Linked DNA regions of Mus musculus: all the other regions are linked to region 2. The links are chromatin contacts, called in public HiChIP or PLAC-seq and promoter capture Hi-C maps. All regions are on one chromosome and are shown on one strand. The core of a region is the stretch at or near the end of the contact, and the rest is flanking DNA. Distances in the headings are between cores, read along the strand shown.

Region 1 (3,468 bases), core at 484-2,983, 920 kb before region 2:
ATGTGGTTCCATCTGTGTCTATAGAAAAGAAAGAGTCAAAAGCTCTCCAAGTTCTCATGGGGAGACTTTGGATTTGGCAGCAGATTTGATAACTGAAGACTTAATTTCCCCAGTGACTCAACTGATACAGCAGGTTTTATCTTTTTTTTTTTTAATTCAGAAAATTAAGAGTAAATTGGCTGGCTCAATAGACTTACTGACTCCAGTTAGATAAGTATTTACTGTGTTTATTAAGTTGTTTATATAGGATAATAATACAAGTGATTTAATAAAGATAAGACTTCAGATAAATGTCAACACACTTCCCACTCTGCAGCTGGTCCATTTCAAGCAGTTAAAATAAATTAAAAGATAAAACGCTGCTCTCACACAAAATGATCATTGTCCAAGGGAAACATTAAAATGGGAAAAAATCTTCTGCTTTTGGGCACAAAGACTATGCGTATGTGAGACACACCTCTTTATAATCTATAGATTCTTTACGTAGAAGGAAAGGGACAGAAAGCTGTGCTCTGTAGTGTTTGCTATAATGAGATACAATTAAAAAGTACTTACAGTTCATAGACAAGTATTAATGGCCACTGTTATTTATAGCACAAATAATGGGGATCTTTGAATGAGACAAAATAAATGCTATTAATTTTGTTATTTATCTATTTTTACATACATCAAGGCATAGCTACTGAAGGATTACTAAGCTATAAAATGTAGATGCTGTCAGTAGAATTTAAATAGCATAAAACAGATCTCTGCCCAACCTTCTCTGTTTATATTGTAATGTATTTACTTGTAGTTTCTTTAGTAAATGATCTGACATTTGAAAAATGTTGGAGAAAGATGCTAACAAAGAAGGAAGCAGTCTTTCTGGTGTTCTCTAATTGCATCATTTCAGACTTGTGTATCAGAGCCTAACTCCACCATCTCATCATATATATGTAACATATAAGTTTCTTTTGCTTTTAGGCCTGTAACATAGTGGTTGCCATATAATTGTTACTGAAAAGGGTGTTTGAAATCCTGTTCCATTTAGAAATGGTGACCTAATAAACCCTTGGAGAGCTCTTGATGGAATTTGAACTGCTGGATTTTCTCAGGAAATGCTAAGACCGCTATCATACTACAGGAAGTATAGGATGGAATTGTAAAGCATGATAGGAATCAGGTCAAGTTTCTAGTTTGGTTTGGAAAAGATAACTATAGTTACACTGTTTGCAGTGTCTTTCAAATCTCTGCTATACATTTACAGTGGACACTTGCTATTTCACACGCTGGGATGAGATGCCTAGCTCTTCTAGGCACTAAGTAGTTAGCATTTGCAATCAAAGATGTACCTTGATTACTGGCCACAAATCCCTCCAGTTCTAGGCATCCATTCAATATGATCTCATTATCACTTTCCATACAGAAGAGGAATCCCTTCTTGTGGACCTTGACTCTGGCCTTAACTTGTGAGTTATTAAAGCCACAGAATTTGCCCGACATGGTATTGTGTGACATAGAAAGGACTTTGTTTCCCAGAAGGTCTCAGTGTTCATCCTGAAAAACTTTTACTTCCTGAAAGATGAAAAGGGCATGCTGAGTTTCTGAGTTGACAACTCCACCAGATAGCTGAGAGATGGATGTTTCCTTAGACCTCCCAGGCCAATCTGGCTACCTGTTTGGGGCCACTGAGTCAGCCCAGACAGACTGACAAGAGAAATCTTTCCATCCACACTGTCCTGAAGTTTTGTCATGCAGAAAAGGGTGGAGAAACAAAGGAAGCACCTTTTGTTCTCATTCTCTGGTGAGACAGTCCAGCTGCATTGTTGACTTCCGGATCTTTCAGGGTTTGGAAAGGCTGATACTTAGAATGATACAAGTAACTTAATGGTAAATGACACATATTTTAATATTATATATGATTTATCTAATTGGAACAGTGTTTAAATGTAAAAGGCCAATTCCATGGTGTTACTGGTTTTTGTTGTTGTTGTTGTTTGTTTGTTTTACCACCTTGCCCATTGTGTTTATCTAAATGTATTTTGTATAGCATAATTTTCATGGTAGCAACTAAGGCTATTTGCTTTGAGTCTCAAGTCACCTGATGAAGGTCACCTATAGAATAATACCAGTGATTAGGATTCACAGAGATTCCATCCACAATGAAGACCCAACTCTTATGAAACCAAGGGAGAAATATCTGTGAAATGCTTGCAACAGATATATACACATACCCACTTTGCCTAATTATTTGCATTGTGGAAGTCAGCGTTTCAGATTAAAATGAGTCTTAAAATTTGCAAAATTTTTCCCAAGCAAAAAATAAACAAAATAAAAGGAATATGTTAGAGAGATAGGCTATTGGTAAATCTTTCACCTAGAATTTTAAGAACCTGGTTTCCTATGCTTTGGGGGTGAGGTGAGGGAAGTAGAGGAAGGATAAGAAGTAGTAATAAAACTCCTTAAATCTTGCTGCAACAAAAAGAAAGTTCAAGAATTGATTGGTGAACCTTAAGCAGTTTTAAAATATGCCCATATTAATCAATATTTCTCCTAACATTGATGCACTCTAAAGTTCCAACAGCAAGACTGAATATCTTTTCACCAAGTGGTAGCTAACCAAAATGCTTCTCAATAACATATTTTCCATTTCCAGAGAAATAATAATCATATAAAAATACAGTGGTCAGAAGGTTGGAAGAAAGAGCAGAAGATTGCAAGACTAGGCACAGAAGAGAGTCCAAAAAGTCAATAAATGGAGCTAAAAACTTGTCTTCTAAAATCATTTTTCCAGTAAGACAAATAGAGTTTTTTCCACCTTAAATTCTCATTTGACAGCATCCCAGAAGTGTCTTGGCTATTAATGTACTGGGCAGCCGTAGGGAAATGTTCAAAAAGTGGTTCTTAAGGTCTTGATGGTCTCTGCTCCAGACTCATGAGTCATGGGAACACAGTGTGGAATTTAAGAGATAGTTCCCTCCTCACTTTGGAGGAGCTTTTGTTACTGTGCTGACGACTCAATAAGTATTCTTTCATTTTTAAAGTAGTTTCTCAGGGCACGTTGTCAAACACTCTGCAGAGAGTCTTCTGTGAGAAAGGGGTAACAAGATTTAAATTTGTCCCTCACGTAGAACCATGCCACTGTGTCAGGGTCCTTCCCAAACTGAAACACAGTTTAAAGGAAATGAATAGCTGCCACAGTCATGCCATGTTAGGGGAGGGAAAAGGAATATTATTCACTAAGGAACCAGCCCTGTTAGCATTCTTTTCACATCAAGATGTGTGTGGTGCTAGGATTATTTCAGTGGGGGGATTGATGAACAGATAATTCTGGAATTACTTTTAAACAAATAAACATGTGCTGTTTGCATATTCTAGAACTTTCTGAGGTGTTTTCAATTCACCAGCCAGACATGGTTACCTCACAGAGTCTCCAGGTTCAGTTTCTAGTACTAGCATGGAAGTTCATGACCATCTGTAATTCCAGTT
Region 2 (3,493 bases), core at 313-2,812:
TGATACAGTGAGTTACATTTTCTGAGGAACTACGAAAGCTCCTGTCTCTTTCCACCAGGCTGGAGCTGCAGCCCAGTTTGCAGATTTTGCCTAACATGCAGGAGGCCCAGGGTTCACCCCCAGCACATCATACACCAGGCATCCAAGCAGGGAAAGAATCCTGAATCTAGAAGTGGAGGCAAGATCTATAATCTGCTCTACAGAAAGTGGAGACCACTCTGTGATGAATGAGACTGTCCTGAAAAAACAAAGCAATTTCACTTTCCCTTTCCAAAGGTGTTTTGTTACTTCCTGGAGAAGCTCAGGCTAGCCACGTGCAAAAGCAAAACAAAAACAACAACAAAAACCCTAAAGCCTGAGTCTAGCTCAGTACAGTTTTTCTTTTCTCCCTTCACTGGTGAAACCTTTTAAAATACTTTCTCACAAACCTCCACTTTCAGGACATTCTCAGCGGTCACTAACTGGACAAAGTGGCCACTGGTATCTAGCCAGCTAGCTAGTTCTCTAATTTGCCAGCACAAAGGTAAGTGCCAGACCTGGGCAGGCCAGGTCTGGTAAAGCTTGGGCGCTGTTCCACCAGGCTCAGAGTCTACAGGTAGACTACAGGGGTAAACGCAGTTCAAGAAAGGCTACATTCATGTAAAATATCCCGCACCCCACGAGCAGGGGGCTGGCCATTCCTTCTCTTTTCAAAGTTTTTCTTAGTTCATTTTTAAAAATGATTTGCTTATCACTATATTAAAAAGTGTGTGTCTGTTTAGGTGTCTTGTGGTTGTCGTTTTTTTAACAGAGTGATAATTTTAAGTAGAGAAAAACCTTGAGACTGTAAACTAACAGAAATCACAATCCTGGCACGCAATGACCCTTTGGAAGACTTATTCTCAAGTGTTAGTGAAGTTTCAAAACTTAAATTAGACCCATAATGCATAATGGATTTGCCCTTCGCTTAAGATTTGCAATCTTGAAGTTGTTTGTTAACTTGGCCTAAAGATGTTACTTACCATTTGCCAAGTAGTAAATTTATTAAAGTTCTAGAATAAAACCTACAGCAACTCAATAAAAGACTGGTATAGTGTGAGTCTCGAGATTTCTTTCTTTCTTTTTTTTTTTTTTTTTTTTTTTTAATTGCTTTTTTCTTAATCTTCCTGACCTCTGGTGCCAGTTCCGGCGAGGAAGGGGGTTGGGGAGAAATTGCACGCTGCCCTCCCGCGCGCCCCTCCCCCAGGTCTCGGGGCGCTGCACCCCGTAGCTCCCGGCCTGCAGCTCCAGAATAGGCATCCCCACCTGAGCCCCGGCTGCAGGGGCCAAACCTGCAGACCCGGGGTGGTACAGCAGGGAGCCACGCGCACTCCTACAGGACCTAAGTTCCCAGCACCCGGCCCTCCGCGTGGACCAGCCCGGCAGGACAGGGCGGGGCGGGGCATGCAGAAAGCGGCCGGGGACCAGGGCTGGGGGAAACCCTCACCTGGGAGCGCGTGGCCAGCTCCATCTTCCCTGCTGGGCTCACTTCCCTGAGCCCTGCACGCGGCCACCCGGGCTGGCGCGGCCCCGAGCACGCAGCGCGCGGAGTTTGCCGTGGAACAGCGCACTGAGTTCAGATGGGGGGGACAGCGCGGCTCCGCGCGCACCGCGCAACCTCGCACAGCCTCGGGCCACGCGCCCGCACCCGGGCCTCTCCACCTGCGGTCCAAGCCTTAAGGCCGGCGCGGGAGCGCGCAAAGGGAGCGCGCGACCGGCATTGGCCGGCGTGTTTGGTTGCGCGGGCTTCCCCCTACCGCGCAGGTCCGCGGTGGAGCCGTCCGCTCAGGTTCGCGCGGGAGACTCAAGCTGAGGCTGCACGCGCCTCTGAGCTCCGGGTACCTGGCCCGCTCAAACTCCGCAGCGCCAACCTCCGTGTCCTCGTGGCCTGAGTTCCAGGAGTGTTGCGTAGAGGCCGCGGAGCTGGCTTTGCTTTGTTGTTGGTAAGGGGCGTGGTCTGTGCGCCTCCGAAAAAGTGGCTGCCCAATTCACTGCAAAAGCCAATCACCCAAGTTTTCTAACACTGGGCAGAGGGCGACGCAGCACCCTGCACACCACACACTACAAGCAAGACCTCCGTTCTTGCCAGAGCTCCCCAGTAAGTGCCTAGATGCTAGTCACTAGCACCTACTCACCGCGGAAATGCTGGGATAGGCCTCCTGACTCAGGAATAAACAAAAACTATCTACTAGGTTGAACTTTATGGACTGGGAGCCATTACCCCCAGGATAATATGAATAACCATAGTGATAACGCAAATCTCATGATGATGATAATTATGTCACCATCACTAATTTGATGGATAATTGAAATGATTAGTAACCTAATTCCTACCACTGATTAAAAATGATAAATCTAATAATGAAAGTGCATGGACATGTAAACTTGGAACAAGTTAGATGCCATGAGGGACTGGGGAATGGTAATCTAATGGCATGGAGTGGGCTGGAGGCATCAAAGACTTAGAGCTTGAGTCAGTAGCCTGAGGCATTTAATGAGTGGAGACAGTGGGAGGCCCAAAGCAAGCCTGAGGAGCTGAAAAATGACAAGTGGAAAGGTTTAGCACAGGATGGGGTCATGAGGTGATACAGTAACAGCTTGCCTGAGTAGAAGTTTATGCAGCCAGTCTCAGCTCCTTGGATCCAGTACTCATCCTTCTGTTGTTGCTGAATGAATAGTTGAAGTTGCCAGAATGTTCTCTCAGGCTTCAGGAGGAAACGTCAAGGAAAGAGGTGTCTTGCTTTCTTCGTTAGTTGAGCAACATGTTACCAGTGTTGGGGAATGAAGTTAAGAAAACAGTGTCTAACTTTAGAAATGCACATGGCCTGGCTTAGTTGCCTATAATCCCAGTTCTGTGGAGGCAGGGGCAGGAGGATTCTGAATTTGAGACCCTACCTCAAAACAGAAGAAAAGAAAAATGCTTTACTTCTCCCGGATAATGTGTATTATTGCTGTGACTACTTCATATGTAGTATTTCCTAGAATTCTCTCAACATTCATCCAGATACCCCTCGACAGCAGCGTTCCACCAAACCAGAAAACATTTTCAGGCTTCTAGAGTACACCCAACATTCTTTCTCCCGTTTTTCTTTTTGTTTCCTTAGGTTGCCAGGAAGAACAGTAAAAATGTATTAATCAAAGCTAGTTTTAGTCTAAGATAATTGTATCTTCCTGTGATCTAAGGGCTGTGTTTGCAGTTATTTCTATTATTATTTCTACTGTAGACTACATACAGCAAATCCCTATTGTAAAGGGAGCATTGGTTTGAAGTAGCAAAGCATTTGGAACCTAGCTATCATTGGGAACCTATTTAGACCACTGGACCTTCCCACTTTAGAAGCCTTCATTATGCAGCCTATGCTTGGTTACTTCCTGTCAGCTTGACACAAATGTAAATAGACCTAGGAAGAGGAAATCTCAAATAAGAAATTGCTTTCAACAGGTTAGCCTTTGACCATGTCTGTGAGACAGGTCC
Region 3 (3,562 bases), core at 115-2,614, 530 kb before region 2:
CCCTGAGAGCAGGTTCACCAGCAGGACCTAGCAACCTATAGAAACACAAGCATTGAACCCAGTCTCCATGGCAGAGGGATAAAGTCTGGGATGACCCCAGACAATGGTGCATCTATGATGCCTATATCCTCCAGCGTTGGTGCTGTGTGTGGAACAGATGACCATGTATAAATGCAAAGACAGGACTGTTGACCTATGGTGTACCTTAAGTGACCATGTCACCTGAGTTCTTTCATTTCTCACCTTTACACAGTCCTTCCTCCATTCATCTGCAGATCCAATTCCTTTCTGTGTTTCTCTCTCTCTTTTCTTCCCCATCCCAAGGCAAAACAACAGTCTAACATGCTCACCCCTCCTAGGCCAATTATTGACAATGCAGTCCACATGCTGATGAAAGAACCAATTAGTGAAAATGCCTTTTTTTTTTCTTTTCACCGAACAGAAAAGCACTAACTGGCTATTTAAAGTCATGCGGGAACTGCCACACACAAAGCCCGATGATTTGGCTGAATTTTTCACTTTCCAATTGCTTATGTGGGTGCTGTGTAGACAAAACCCAAACTAATTACTCTGTAGGTCGCTGGCTTTCACCACAGCAACAGAATGTGGGAGTCATGGACAGAAGATGCAGCCAAATGGGGTCCCTGGGAAGAGGAAATAAGCCATGTTTCCCCTTAAATCTGGCCTGTATTTATTGTTAGTAAAAGCTCATAATGAAAATTGCTGCACTCAAGTGCTGACAGGCACATTCAAATGAACAGAGCCTCCGTACTTGGCACATGTGGACTTCACTCCATGGCACTTGTTTGTGTAACATTTCCATCATTTACCAGAACTTTGTTTTTCTAATCACTAGATTGATAGAAGTAAGTATGGAGTATCGGGGAGAAGGGCAAAGCTTAGAAACAAATACACAAGCCCGCATTTGTATCAATCCATTGGCTTAATTGATAATCAGTGTGTTTCTATTTGCTTTAAAACCAATTATTGTGATTTAGCTGAATCAAAGGGAACTCTCCCTTTAAAGCTTAATTTGAGATACTAGAAATAACTTTGAAAATGTCACAATTTCAATCAAATTTATTAGGCAGATTATATACTATCAAGTGTCAATTCTGTCTGGGCAATTGTCGGCGGGGGGGGGGGGTGGGGTGGGGTGGGGCGCTTCAAAAATACTGTCAGCAGAGAATTTGGCACCATGATCTGGGGGTAGTTCTCGAGTCTGTTCACACAGCTCTGGATTCTAGTGTCTTTGACATTGATGGGCTTACCATTCTTCATCTTCTTTCTCTTCAGTCTGTCTTTCAACTCTGCGAAGCGGCACTGAGGCTTCCTCTGAGAAGTCAGCGGTTGTACTTCCTGTGCCCGTCTCGGTATCAGAGAGTGTTTCAAGGCTCAGCGGCCCAGGCCTGCCCTGTGGCTCTCCTACAGGAAGCTGCTTCTGACTTTGAAGACACGCACAAGCATGGGTGCTTCCTAAACAGGGGCGCATGCTGACGGTCCTGGCTGGGCTGGTGATGGATTTTTTTGGTTTTCTTTTCTTTCTCCTTTTGTTGTTATCATCATCTAATTTTTTCCCTAAGGGTAGGCATTTTTTCCAAGGACTGCTGTTACTCCATTTGAAAAGAGAGAAAACTCTCTCAGAGAGCTCAGACTCCTTCCACAAGCACAGGAAGACAGCTGTTGTTATCTTTAGGCCAGACTTGACTCACTAGAGAGCCCCGCTGTTCTGCAGGGTAGAGCGTCCTGAAGGGTACTGCTCTTCAAGGCAGAGCTTGCAAACTAAAGATGAATTTGCTGATGACATTGGCAACCCAAAAGGCTCTAAAGCACTGCAGAGCTCTTCCTGTGGAGGAGGAGGGTGGGGAAGCCATCAGAGCTTCTTCCAGGAACCACCCTGTCAGATGCTCAGTGCAGTGCAGTCTGAATCATGCTTGGTGGTTCCAGCACCTACTGAGCAACCTCAAACAAACAACTTGGCCTTTCTCACCTCAGCCTCCTATTAGGCAAAGTGACTGTATTAGGTAATACTGATTTTGCACCTTTGTCAAGGATGTTACTAACCACAGAGCTTTCCACTCCCAGCTTGAGCTTTGGGGAATTTCTAAAAACATCAAATGGACTCTGATGCTTCTTTCGCTTTGATGGCCCCCTGCCTCCGTAAGCAGGTTTTCATTGCTCACGTGCAATAGAAAACAATCTGATTTGCCATATCAATATTTAAAGTTAATGAACTTATAATATTCAGTCTGTAATATGGCTGGTTCGCATAAGGATTAAAGTCCATATCGAATCTGAATTTCTCACTAAGGACTGTAGTCAGCTGAAGATGTTTCCCATCAAGGTGAGTATACTACTGTCTAAGCTGTGGTCTTGGTTTTCTTTTCTCACCACTGAAACAAAAGCAACTTAAAGAAGAAAGGCTCTAGCAGAACCTCAAAGGTAGCAGAGAATACATCCAGCAACAGATGGAAGCAGATACAGAGTACCACAGTCAAACATTACGCTGAGACCTGGGAGTCCTATGGAGGGGTGGGGAAGAAGGATTGGAGGAACCAGAGGGGTCAGACACATCACAAGAACATGGCCCAATCAACTAAGTGGGACTCATGGGGACTCACAGAGATCAGGGAGCCTATAGGGGGTCTGACCTAGATCCTCTACATATATGTTTGGGTGAGTAACTTGATGTCCTCTTGAGAATCTTAACAGTGGGAACAGGGACTGTCCCTGACTCTTTTGTCTCCTCCTGGGACCCTTTTCTTCCTACTGGGTTGCCTGTCCAGTCTTGATATGATGCTTTGAGTCTGGTGTTATGTAGCTTGCTATGCCATGTTTGCTTGAAGTCCCTGGGAGGGCGGTTCTTGTCTGAAGGCAAAGGAGGGTGGGATCTGGGGGAGATGTGAGGTGGTGGGGAGACACTGGGGGAGGGGAGGAAGGGAACATTGGCATCAGAGCACTGGTATATTTGGAGTATGGAAGAACTAAGTACTGACTCCTAAATTCAGTGGCTTGAACAATGTCAATACGTTAGCTCCTTGCTCCAAGTCAGAGTGAGTGTGGTGTGGTGTGACCTGGTTCATCGTGTCTCAACATGGCTGGAGTCTCTGCTCAGAGAGCAAATTGAGATGGATGTCCATAGGCTTGGAGCTTAGCACAGGGTCTGAGGGCAAATCCTCTTCAGGTTCATCTAGGTTCTTGTCAGAACCCAGACCTTGCAGCTGAGCATCAAGTCCCGATTTTCTGGAAGTTTATTATGTAGAGCCACCTTGGATGCCTTCGGGATACACAGACTCTATTTAACGATGTTGCGGGAAATCTCCAACCCAAATATGCCCAGCAATGAAAACGCAACTCAATTAATATGAATACATGCTGTGCACCTAGATTGGGCACATCTACCACTACACTATCATCTTCACCATCTGTGAGACCCCATATAACTTGTAGTTTCTCCAGGCCATGTGCTTCTGCTCAGCTGTTCTTCCACCTCCTCCTCTGTCCTCCTTGTCCTCTCTCCCTTTCTCTCCCCAACCTTCAACTCCACCTTCTCCTCTTTTCT

Evidence for each region. Promoter capture Hi-C pulls out the DNA fragments that hold promoters and counts their contacts. HiChIP or PLAC-seq counts read pairs in DNA pulled down with a chosen protein or histone mark.
Region 1: an H3K27ac HiChIP or PLAC-seq map of embryonic stem cells shows a contact between it and region 2, with 3 times the contacts expected there. The contact joins the enhancer-like site here to the promoter of Cdca7l in region 2. A contact is called at or near these places in 9 of 39 promoter capture datasets (the 3T3-L1 cell line, cranial neural crest, embryonic stem cells and 4 more), 1 of 115 datasets of contacts at active chromatin or transcription factors (embryonic stem cells) and 1 of 9 other capture datasets (liver).
Region 3: a promoter capture Hi-C map of pre-B cells shows a contact between it and region 2, with 3 times the contacts expected there. The contact joins the enhancer-like site here to the promoter of Cdca7l in region 2. A contact is called at or near these places in 7 of 39 promoter capture datasets (the 3T3-L1 cell line, the C10 cell line, embryonic stem cells and 3 more), 3 of 115 datasets of contacts at active chromatin or transcription factors (effector CD8 T cells, large pre-B cells and memory CD8 T cells) and 1 of 9 other capture datasets (adipose tissue).

Annotation. Positions count from the first base shown.
Region 1 is chr12:118,764,911-118,768,378 of GRCm38.p6, reverse strand. No RefSeq gene overlaps it. Among named protein-coding and RNA genes, the nearest start is that of Sp8, 81 kb to the left of the region's middle. Within about 2 kb of position 1,733, at least 2 of the 459 cell types and tissues checked have an H3K27ac peak or open chromatin away from gene starts, as enhancers often do. A contact at or near this core is called in embryonic stem cells, where this site is marked.
Region 2 is chr12:117,841,930-117,845,422 of GRCm38.p6, reverse strand. Cdca7l (cell division cycle associated 7 like) reads right to left here and starts at 1,562. Exons shown (of 10, transcript NM_146040.1): 1 at 1,466-1,562. The coding sequence starts at 1,489.
Region 3 is chr12:118,375,128-118,378,689 of GRCm38.p6, reverse strand. No RefSeq gene overlaps it. Among named protein-coding and RNA genes, the nearest start is that of Sp4, 75 kb to the right of the region's middle. Within about 2 kb of position 1,364, at least 72 of the 459 cell types and tissues checked have an H3K27ac peak or open chromatin away from gene starts, as enhancers often do. A contact at or near this core is called in effector CD8 T cells, memory CD8 T cells and pre-B cells, where this site is marked.